Linked DNA regions of Zea mays: region 2 is linked to region 1. A link is a contact called in public Hi-C data. All regions are on one chromosome and are shown on one strand. Each heading gives the region's core, a stretch centred on a gene start, on an enhancer-like site or on the middle of the called end of the contact. The rest is flanking DNA. Distances are from core to core; before and after follow the strand shown.

Evidence for each region. Hi-C and Micro-C count contacts between places; a contact is called where the count stands out from the background.
Region 2: a Hi-C map of leaf shows a contact between it and region 1, with 2.4 times the contacts expected there. The contact joins the promoter of LOC100274909 here to the enhancer-like site in region 1. A contact is called at or near these places in 2 of 25 Hi-C or Micro-C datasets (both in leaf).

The regions. Positions count from the first base shown.
Region 1 is chr2:4,140,914-4,145,286 of Zm-B73-REFERENCE-NAM-5.0, reverse strand. It overlaps LOC100285244 (protein kinase-like), which reads right to left. Exons shown (of 6, transcript NM_001413657.1): 4 at 3,882-4,151; 5 at 2,840-2,995; 6 at 1,878-2,510. The coding sequence ends at 2,391. Among protein-coding and RNA genes, the nearest start is that of LOC100285244, 4.4 kb to the right of the region's middle. Within about 2 kb of position 1,261, at least 20 of the 20 cell types and tissues checked have an H3K27ac peak or open chromatin away from gene starts, as enhancers often do. A contact at or near this core is called in leaf, where this site is marked.
Region 2 is chr2:4,319,699-4,323,964 of Zm-B73-REFERENCE-NAM-5.0, reverse strand. LOC100274909 (uncharacteized LOC100274909) reads right to left here and starts at 1,386. Exons shown (of 1, transcript XM_008670537.2): 1 at 105-1,386. The coding sequence starts at 887. The coding sequence ends at 636.

The DNA of each region.
Region 1 (4,373 bases), core at 12-2,511:
ATAACTATATAAGTCGCGTTCTATTTAAACATACGTATACATCGATACAGAACTATAGATAGAGAGGATGAAATACATATTTTTGTTCTTGAACCAGAGACGTACGGTTAAGTCTTATCTACTGCACTGGGATGAAGTATATATTATATTGGAGAAACTCCAACGGTCTTTTTATTGGATCTTCTTTCAATATATATAGACGTAGTCTATTACTCTAAATTTTTCGTTAATCAAAGATAGAAAATAAAGATAAGTTTTTAGAGTACGTATAAGATCTAGAAAATTTGTTAGAGATATAGTAAAGATATACAGAATAATTCTTACTCACATAACTCTATAGATAATGTTTTAGAGAGTAAAAAAATTAAGTAAAACTTTTTACCGATAAAATGTTTGTCGAATATTTTTTGTCGAGTGTAAAATGGTTTTTGCCGAGTGTCTTAGACACTCGGCAAAGAACGTGAGTACAGTAGTGTGTGTGTTCTCAGTCACTGTGTGCAGATCCAATGGACCGGTATTGACGGCGCAAGCAGTCTCATAGTTCTACAGAACTGTGCGACTCTGAAGTTGTCAGGAAAGGGTACATTCTGTCTTCCTCAGACCTCAGGGCAAGTTCGACTGTTCAAGTCCAGCTAGCGATGGCAATCCAGTGGAGCTGGAGCAAAGATAGCAAGCAAGCAAGAGCAATCTTGTGGCGGAGACCCGACTGCGAGCGCACGGCACTGGCAAGAGGTAGTGCATGCGCGCGATCGTTTTCCGGACGGCGACGCGGCACAGGCACAGCATGCAGCAGGGCGGTCCGCGGCATGCATTGCATGTGGCTGATGACACACCACACCTCCCGCGCGACACGGCACCAACCAACCACCACTGCCTGTGCTGCTCAACCCATCCATGCATACGCGGCCACTGCCCAGCTAGCTGTAGGATACCCAGCCCGGTCCAACAGACTTGCCTTGCCTTGCCTAGAGAGAGATCGACAGAGAGAGAGAGAGATATGGCTCCGCCGGCAGGTGCAACGCCAACGCCCAGACGTACGACGGCCGGCGCTGGCCCACGTCGCGCGTATTCCGCTGGAGCTAGATGTGCGGCGGGCGACGTACGCGAGCGTGACTGCCCTGCCGACCTAGCAGGAGCACGTGGTGGGCGGCGCGGCGGGCAGCACGCAGGCGATTAACCTACCGACGGATAGCGATGGAGGGCGGGCGCGTACGTGCGCGCGCAGATAGGAGGGAAGAACGGCCCCAGCAGCTAGCTACTCTCTCTCTCTCTCTCCCGCGCCCGTGCACACACACACACCCTCTCCCTGGCCTGGCTGGATACTCCTCGCTCGCCTGCATGCAAATCCCATGCCATGATGACGGAACGCCTGGTCAGGCGCGCCCAGCGAGGGGAACAGCCCAGGAGAGCTACATGGAACTCGTGGCATGTTCCGGCTCCTAGTAGGCATGGTGTGGCCGTGGCCTGCCGCCTCGCCATGACGGATAGGGTTGACATATATATGCGTGCACTGCATGGCCAGCTCGCCGAGGACGGACAGCTTGGTCAAGCCAGCCAGGGAGCGATGAGTGGTTGGTTTCCCGTGTTCGTGTGTCAGGCACGCACGCACCAGCATGGTTGCTTGCTTGACGCAGAAGCGGCGGCGGTGCACAACCGCAGCAGGTGGTGTGTCACGTACGGTTCCATTCCGTCCAGCCCCGACCTGATTGATATCTACTAGTCTACACTTGAATAGGCAGAAGCGTCGCTGTGAAGGGAAGAGCATTGACGAGAGCACGCTTCATGTTCCAAGTTAATTTATGACCTATAAAACGCTACAAACATATAAGGGTAACCACAATGTTGTTCAATATACCTCCCTACCAGCAAAATCATTCAAATTTCAGACATTCAGCATTGCTAATACATGTAAAACAAGAAAAAACTGGGAGCCTTTTCCTGGGAATAATTGTCAGTTGACAAGTGGATTCCTTCGAGATTAACAGTATCTCTGTCTGTACATAAGCAACTCTCCAGTCCACGGATACAATCTCTCCAGTTACAAAAAAGATCATCAGAACAGAACGCCTTTTGCTACATCATCTAAGAGCTATTGTCAAAAGTGTTGGTAGGAGGGGGGGGAAAAGGACCTAATTCTTTGGCCCTTCATCAAGAACATATAAGAAGACAGCCCAGAGCTGAGCAGCATAGTACTCTGGTAGCTTCTGAAAATTTTTACTGCAGTTATTACTTTATCATCAAGGCTGCTTTAGCAGCACAACGCCAGGACAGGTACAGAGAAACGAAACGTGAAATAACGTAGAAAAGAAGCCAGACGTGATGGTGAGAGAAGAGGATCCTCCAGTCGAACACAAACCAGATCAAAACTTTAGAAAGGATTGCGGACGACCCTAAGGCGCCATGAGCCCTTGGATAGTGTATTGAAGAGACTTCGCCCAATCTTCCTTAAAAAGTAAAGTTTGCAGAGTCTTCATAACATTATAATCTGGATCCAACTTACGTTGCCAGCCCTGTAATAAAATTGAAAAGAATTGAAGAACCACAAATGGAAAAAAAAGGAATGCCTACGAAAGGTATTATTGCAATTAAAGAGACAAATTTGTAATACACAAATAGCCAATTACATAAAGCAGTTTATATAGCCACTGTGGAATCCCATCTGCTTACAAATGAACGCATTATCTTAGATGGAAATTAGACAAACAAAAGAACTACAGGAGGAGCAACATGTGTGAGTCAAAATTTTAAAAACAATGTAGAGCCTATAACACTATCCAATCAAAAAGAGTAATATGAGAGTAAACTTTGGTGAAGTAAAAACAAGTGATGTAAGTTATACCTCAAGAACTAATGTAGTCACCATGACAGTACAAACATTGCCATCGATATTCACTTTATGACATCGAACTTGCTCAAGCAGTTGGTGCATACACTCAGCTGGGTGGATAGCATCACCTTCAGCAGTGCCCCAAAAAGAGAATGATCGTTCAACTTCCTGTAGCATAAATAAAGTTATGAATTCTCAATAATCACACTGATAAAAATAAATTAACACAGCTATCATTTGCAATTGCCATGTTCATTAAAAGAGAAGAGACCACTGATGAGGTTGCACAAAAATCTAACATTGAGTTCTGGTGCGTTGTAGTGCATCTAGGGTGTCATCTTTTACCATCAAATTTGGCCATCTAAATATGATATTTTACTGACAGACTATTAGTATAATTTCTGTGGCAGAATAAGGCCACATACCAGGCTGAATATGCATGGATCAGACAGTACCACGTGTCCACACAGCATCAGAAATCAATGAATCAGCTTCAAATTTTTATTATTATCCTAGAACCTCAGTCTTTATAACACCACCTTTGATAATACTCTTTTGTAATGAGACCAATCCCATTGCAGGAACAGATCAAGGAGACACCAAATGGGCAAATATACAATACAGCTAATGAGATTGGACCAAATGTTCGCCCATTAAATGACTCTGACCGCTGAACCTCTTTCGTAGCATTAATTAAAGAGATTGAGTGTGGATAAATTGGAGTTACATTGAGAACAGCAGTATTATCCAAAAATAAACATGTAACAAAACAGAGCGAGCACCAAAATTGGCACTCTCCTAACCCTAAACCAAGTCTCAGCAACCTATAAATTCAAAAAAATTGAGTACTCAAGAAAAAAATTGACATCTCCGGTTTCTGCTGGCAATCAATATTATGCAGATACATTTTGTGAAAATGAAGGTAAATGCTACAGGGCACCTATTACTGTAGCATAGCCTTCTTTATCATGGAAAGAGGGAGAGAAGTCTCGCCAATAAAATCCAAGCTTCTATAACCAACGAAAAGACTAGTTGTAAGGTAGCGATAAATTACCTCAATAAAAGCTTTTGGATTTGGACAATTCTGTTGTTTTGACAACTTTAGAGTACTTTCTGCAGCTGTACGACCATCTCGGCGAGCAACAGCCTTGAAGAACTCAAGTAAATTCACACGGTCATTACTTGAAAGTTCAGCAGTCATTCCTACATCCAGGAAGACTACATGTGGCCTTGACTTTTTAAGGGTGTTATTTGAGTTCTTTGGTTGTGCAACACGAACTAAAATATTTCCTGGGTGCATATCTGCATGGACGAAATTATCAACCTGTAAAAGAAGTAAAGAACACAAAATGACGAAAAATGTTATGTTATCTTCAAATACAAGCACTTAAATTAGTACCTATGAATAACTATGCTGCAAAGCCTGCAACAGGTATGTTTGCAACAGAAACTTTATCGGCAGGCTCACAATCTTTAGTCCAGAACTAGTAATATGGTAATATCTTATAGCAATTATTTTCCAGTACAAAGCAGCAAAAAGTACCAT
Region 2 (4,266 bases), core at 137-2,636, 180 kb before region 1:
AATCCACAGTTCTGTCAAGCTCGTTTGCCTTCTTTTTTTGTAGCCAAAATCTTGACTTTTTCCACACTGTTTTCATGTAGCAGTAGAAAAGGACGCCGCCCAAATAAAGGAACAATTTTTTTTAAAAAAAAATGGAACGAATTACAGCGGCCCTGGTCTCCAGGAGATGTGTGGAAACATGATGTAGAATGGATAGTAGTAACATATCTGCAGATACAAGCAAATTCAAACAGGAAACACTATACTCATATACTAGTATCTTTCTCTTCCGATCAATCAACAGAATAGCCTTTGCTGTTCGCTTGGCAAGCCAATACAATCAATACAAGCGGGGGAAAACACAGCCACGAGAACAGGCGAGAAGAGAAGAAGAAAAATTCTTACTAGCGAGGAGAAAGAGAAGAAAGGGAAGCAGGGAGGGAGTAGTAGTAGGAGTAGTGGTAGTAGAAATACTGACACGTAGGCTCCTCTCTTCTCCTTCTCATTCTTCTCCACCTCGCTCGGCACGTACGTCGTCGATCATGCACGCGTCCTCCCGGCAACGGCGGGCGCGGCGCCTGGGCAGTAGAGCAAATGACCGCCGCCGCTCGATCGATAACGCAGGCAGGTAGCTAGGCCCGCGCGGTGGCTGGCGCTCATCGGTTGTGCAGCGGGTTGGGCCCCGTGGGCACGCGGCGCTTGTCCTCGTCGACCATCTCGCCGGCGCGCCACCGACGGCCGAGGCCGATGCTGACGAGGCCGACGACCACGACGTCGAACGCGCCCCGCCGCTGCTCTCCTGGGCCGCCGCCGCCCCCCGAGGCGTCGGGCACCGCGCGCGACTCGGCGACGCACGCGAGGAGCAGTAAGCACGCGAGCACCGCGGCGCGGGACCACCGCCTTCTCATGCCAGGCCCAGCGCGCGTAGCGGCGGTGCGCGCCAGGCGGCCGGCCGGCAAGCTTAACTAACAAGCCGGGGCGCGTGGGTACGGCGGTGACGTGTGGATCGAGCTCTAGTTAGCGGTGGCGGTAGCACTATACTAGCAGAGAGGCGTCGGGAGGAGCGGAGAGAGGAGGAGGTAGGCGGCCGGATTCTTGCGGTGGGAAACAAAACAACAGAGGCTGGAGGAGCGGTAGAGTGGAGTCAAAGCGGGGTAAAAGCTCGGAGCTGCAGCAGGGTGGGTAGCTGGCTGCGGTTCTCGCGATGCTGCTGCAAGCCTGCAAAAAATGGTGGGGGTTTATGTAGGTGGTGGTGGTGCTCGGCCCAATCCATGCCTGCCTCCGTACGTCCACCGTGGAGACGAGAGGAGGGAGATGGAGGCAAGGGCAGCTATCTATTCTAGGGGCCAGTGCGGGGATGCCACCAAACCGCATTCAAGGATCTTCAATTCTCTGCGCCTCCCTGCCAGCCAGCCAGCCCCCGTAGCCGTAGCGGTAGCCAGCCGTGGGCAGGAGAGAGAGAGAGAGAGTAGGAAACGCCCACACCCAGACCAGACCCAGGCCAGGCCACTTTGCACAGAGCGAAAAGGCACGGAGAGGTGGAAAGTTTGGTGAGGATCAGGGGGGGCCCAACGCAAACGCACAGACCATCTTCCTCTCTCCCAAAGTCACCCTCTGTCTCTCTCTCTCTTCGCCCACAAGGACGGACCCGGACCCGGACGAGGAGGATCATTTGGTTTGAAAAGGCGGCCACGTTTTAATTTTTCCTTTAGCTTCACACCATGGTGAAACTGGAGTGCAACCACCACGATGTCAGCACAGCAAGTTACCCCAAGCCTCAAGTTTCTTTCTCCAGCTAGCCATGCCTTTCTAATTTCTCAAGGTTCAGGATGATCGAAACGTGGAAGAACGAGAACGCCATGCATGCTTATTACAGGTTTTACCACAGCAGGTGCAGGTGCGTGCATGGGTATGGCCACGCGTACGTACGGTCGTTCGTTGCATGCGCGTACTACGGCTTGTATTGTGATCAACTGATCATGGCTCATGAATGGAGGAGATAAGAGGGGGCAAGAGATCGAGAGAGCGCCAGAGGGGGGGCAGTGTCGACGTCGATGAATGAAACAGAGGTTTGCTCATAAATGGAGACAAGTTTGTTTGTAGCAGGGTCGGGTTGACGACAAGAGAGAGACGCGGCAGGTACATACACGACATGCAGATGCAGTACGGTAGACAGCGTGTGCAAGTAGGACTATATGTATACATACTATACGTGGATCGCACGTCTGGTTTAGGTGGAGCTGAGCTTGCATCTTTGTCATAGTGTTGGACATTTGTTGCAGTAGTTGTATTTGGACAGCTATAACAGCATCAGTCCCAGCAGGTGAGGGATTCAGAGGAGTATTCATCTCCGGTCCTAGTGGTTGGTTAGAAGCTGAATGAATTTAGGCAGAATTTTGGTTTGTTTGTTTTGTGTATAGGCTGAGATAATTATTCTTACAAGATAAACCCACAAGGATAAGATATAATCTTTTTAAGGTAAGATGGGTCCATATGATAGATCTATTTGTTTTTTTCATATACAGGGATAATCTATCTTTCTAAATATTTTTTTCCTATGTATGTAGATGCAATTGTGGATATTACTCCACAAACCATCAAACTCAATCAAAGAACTAAATAAAACAGTTATCATAAGAACATACTTTGTTTTTGTTCCTAAGATTAGGTCTCCTATTCCTACATGTCACTTTAGGTACAGAATTTCAAAGTGTGAAATCATATTTTGCCTTTACAAAAGAAGAGATAAGAATAGTGAGAGTAAAGCATCAATAGATGAGAAAAAGATTAAGGGAAGTATAGAAAGAATCAAAGTAGAAAAGATAAGTAGGTAAAGGTTTGTCCAGTTCTATCTAGGTTACATCATATGGTCAACATTACTCTAATATCATTTCTGTCACGCCCGGGCCAAACCCGAGTGCATCTCAAATGTGTGCTAGGATCAAGTCTCACACATATGATGACTCATGGTACAAAAATGAATGTCACGTCTTTACTATATAATAGGAGTTATATACAATATAACTAAATAATTACATCATACGAAGACAACGATCCTCCACAACCATAGTTGACTAGTAGGAGACGACGACCTATACCACTCAAGAACTCATCGCGACATCTTTCATGCTCCTCATCTTGTGGTACTTGTCCTTGACCTGGGGTGTGAATACAACAAGGGTGAGCTGTGGGGGATAGACATCCCCCGGGTCCACTAAAAGAGTAAAAGACCTCACGAAAAGGCCCAAGGGCCCAATAAATCGTAAGGTCATTCTTTCGTGGGCCTGGGGAGATACAACCAGCAAAGCAGAGCGACATGAGGCCGGATTGGAGCAAACCCGGACGGCCCACAACGTCGAGCGAGAGATCGCAACAGAGATCCGACTTTCCCGCGCTGGAGCCCCCATGCAACGGAGCCGTGCGGGGATAAGTCGGCAGGGTTACGTGGAGATAAACTCAAGCAGTTCACTATCTTTTAGCTACTCGTTGTTATCATATCCACATGTATTGCCCCACGGTCGAGTATATAAGGCCTAGGGGCACCCCTTCAGAACGATCGACCCTATTACCTAGCCACCCACGTCAACTCTCTGTATTCTCAATCCAGGGAGCCCTCTTGTAACCACATTCACCAAGCATACTCACCAGGACGTAGGGTATTACGCATTTCTAAGCGGCCCGAACCTGTAAACCTTGTCCACCGTTCCTCATGCAATCGGCACGAACCATTTTGCTACAATCGCCGACACCGTCCTACTCCTAAAAACACCTTGAGGGGCAACCCCGGGTGTGCGGTCGGACCCAAAACACCGACAGCTGGCGCGCCAGGTAGGGGCTGTGTCGACGATCCAAGCTAGCTCAATGGCCGTCACCTTCTACAGCAAGATCACCCTGCGTCCTGGATCCGTATTCTGCTTCGGAACAATCTCATCTGTAGCGGATGAAGAAGGAATTCTACACCGTATCGCGGATCCGCCGGAAAAGAAGTCTCCTCCAATGAACTCCGAAAATGCCGGAGAAGCGCAACCTCCAGCTCTCCAGAAAAAGATCGTCTCCGGAAAGTCGGGGGCCGAGAGCTCGCTGACCCGGAGAACTCCACTGTCTACTTCTCCGACAACAGAATGGACACAGATCGCGAGGAAGAAGGAAACCAGGGGGAAGCAAGTTGTTCTTTCCGTTCCTCCGCCCTCAAAGGAGAACGGAAAGAAGATCGCCACGACAGCAGCACCATTCTATCCCGACGTCCTCTTCATCGGGAGGGTGGAGTCACCTACCATCTCCGATGAC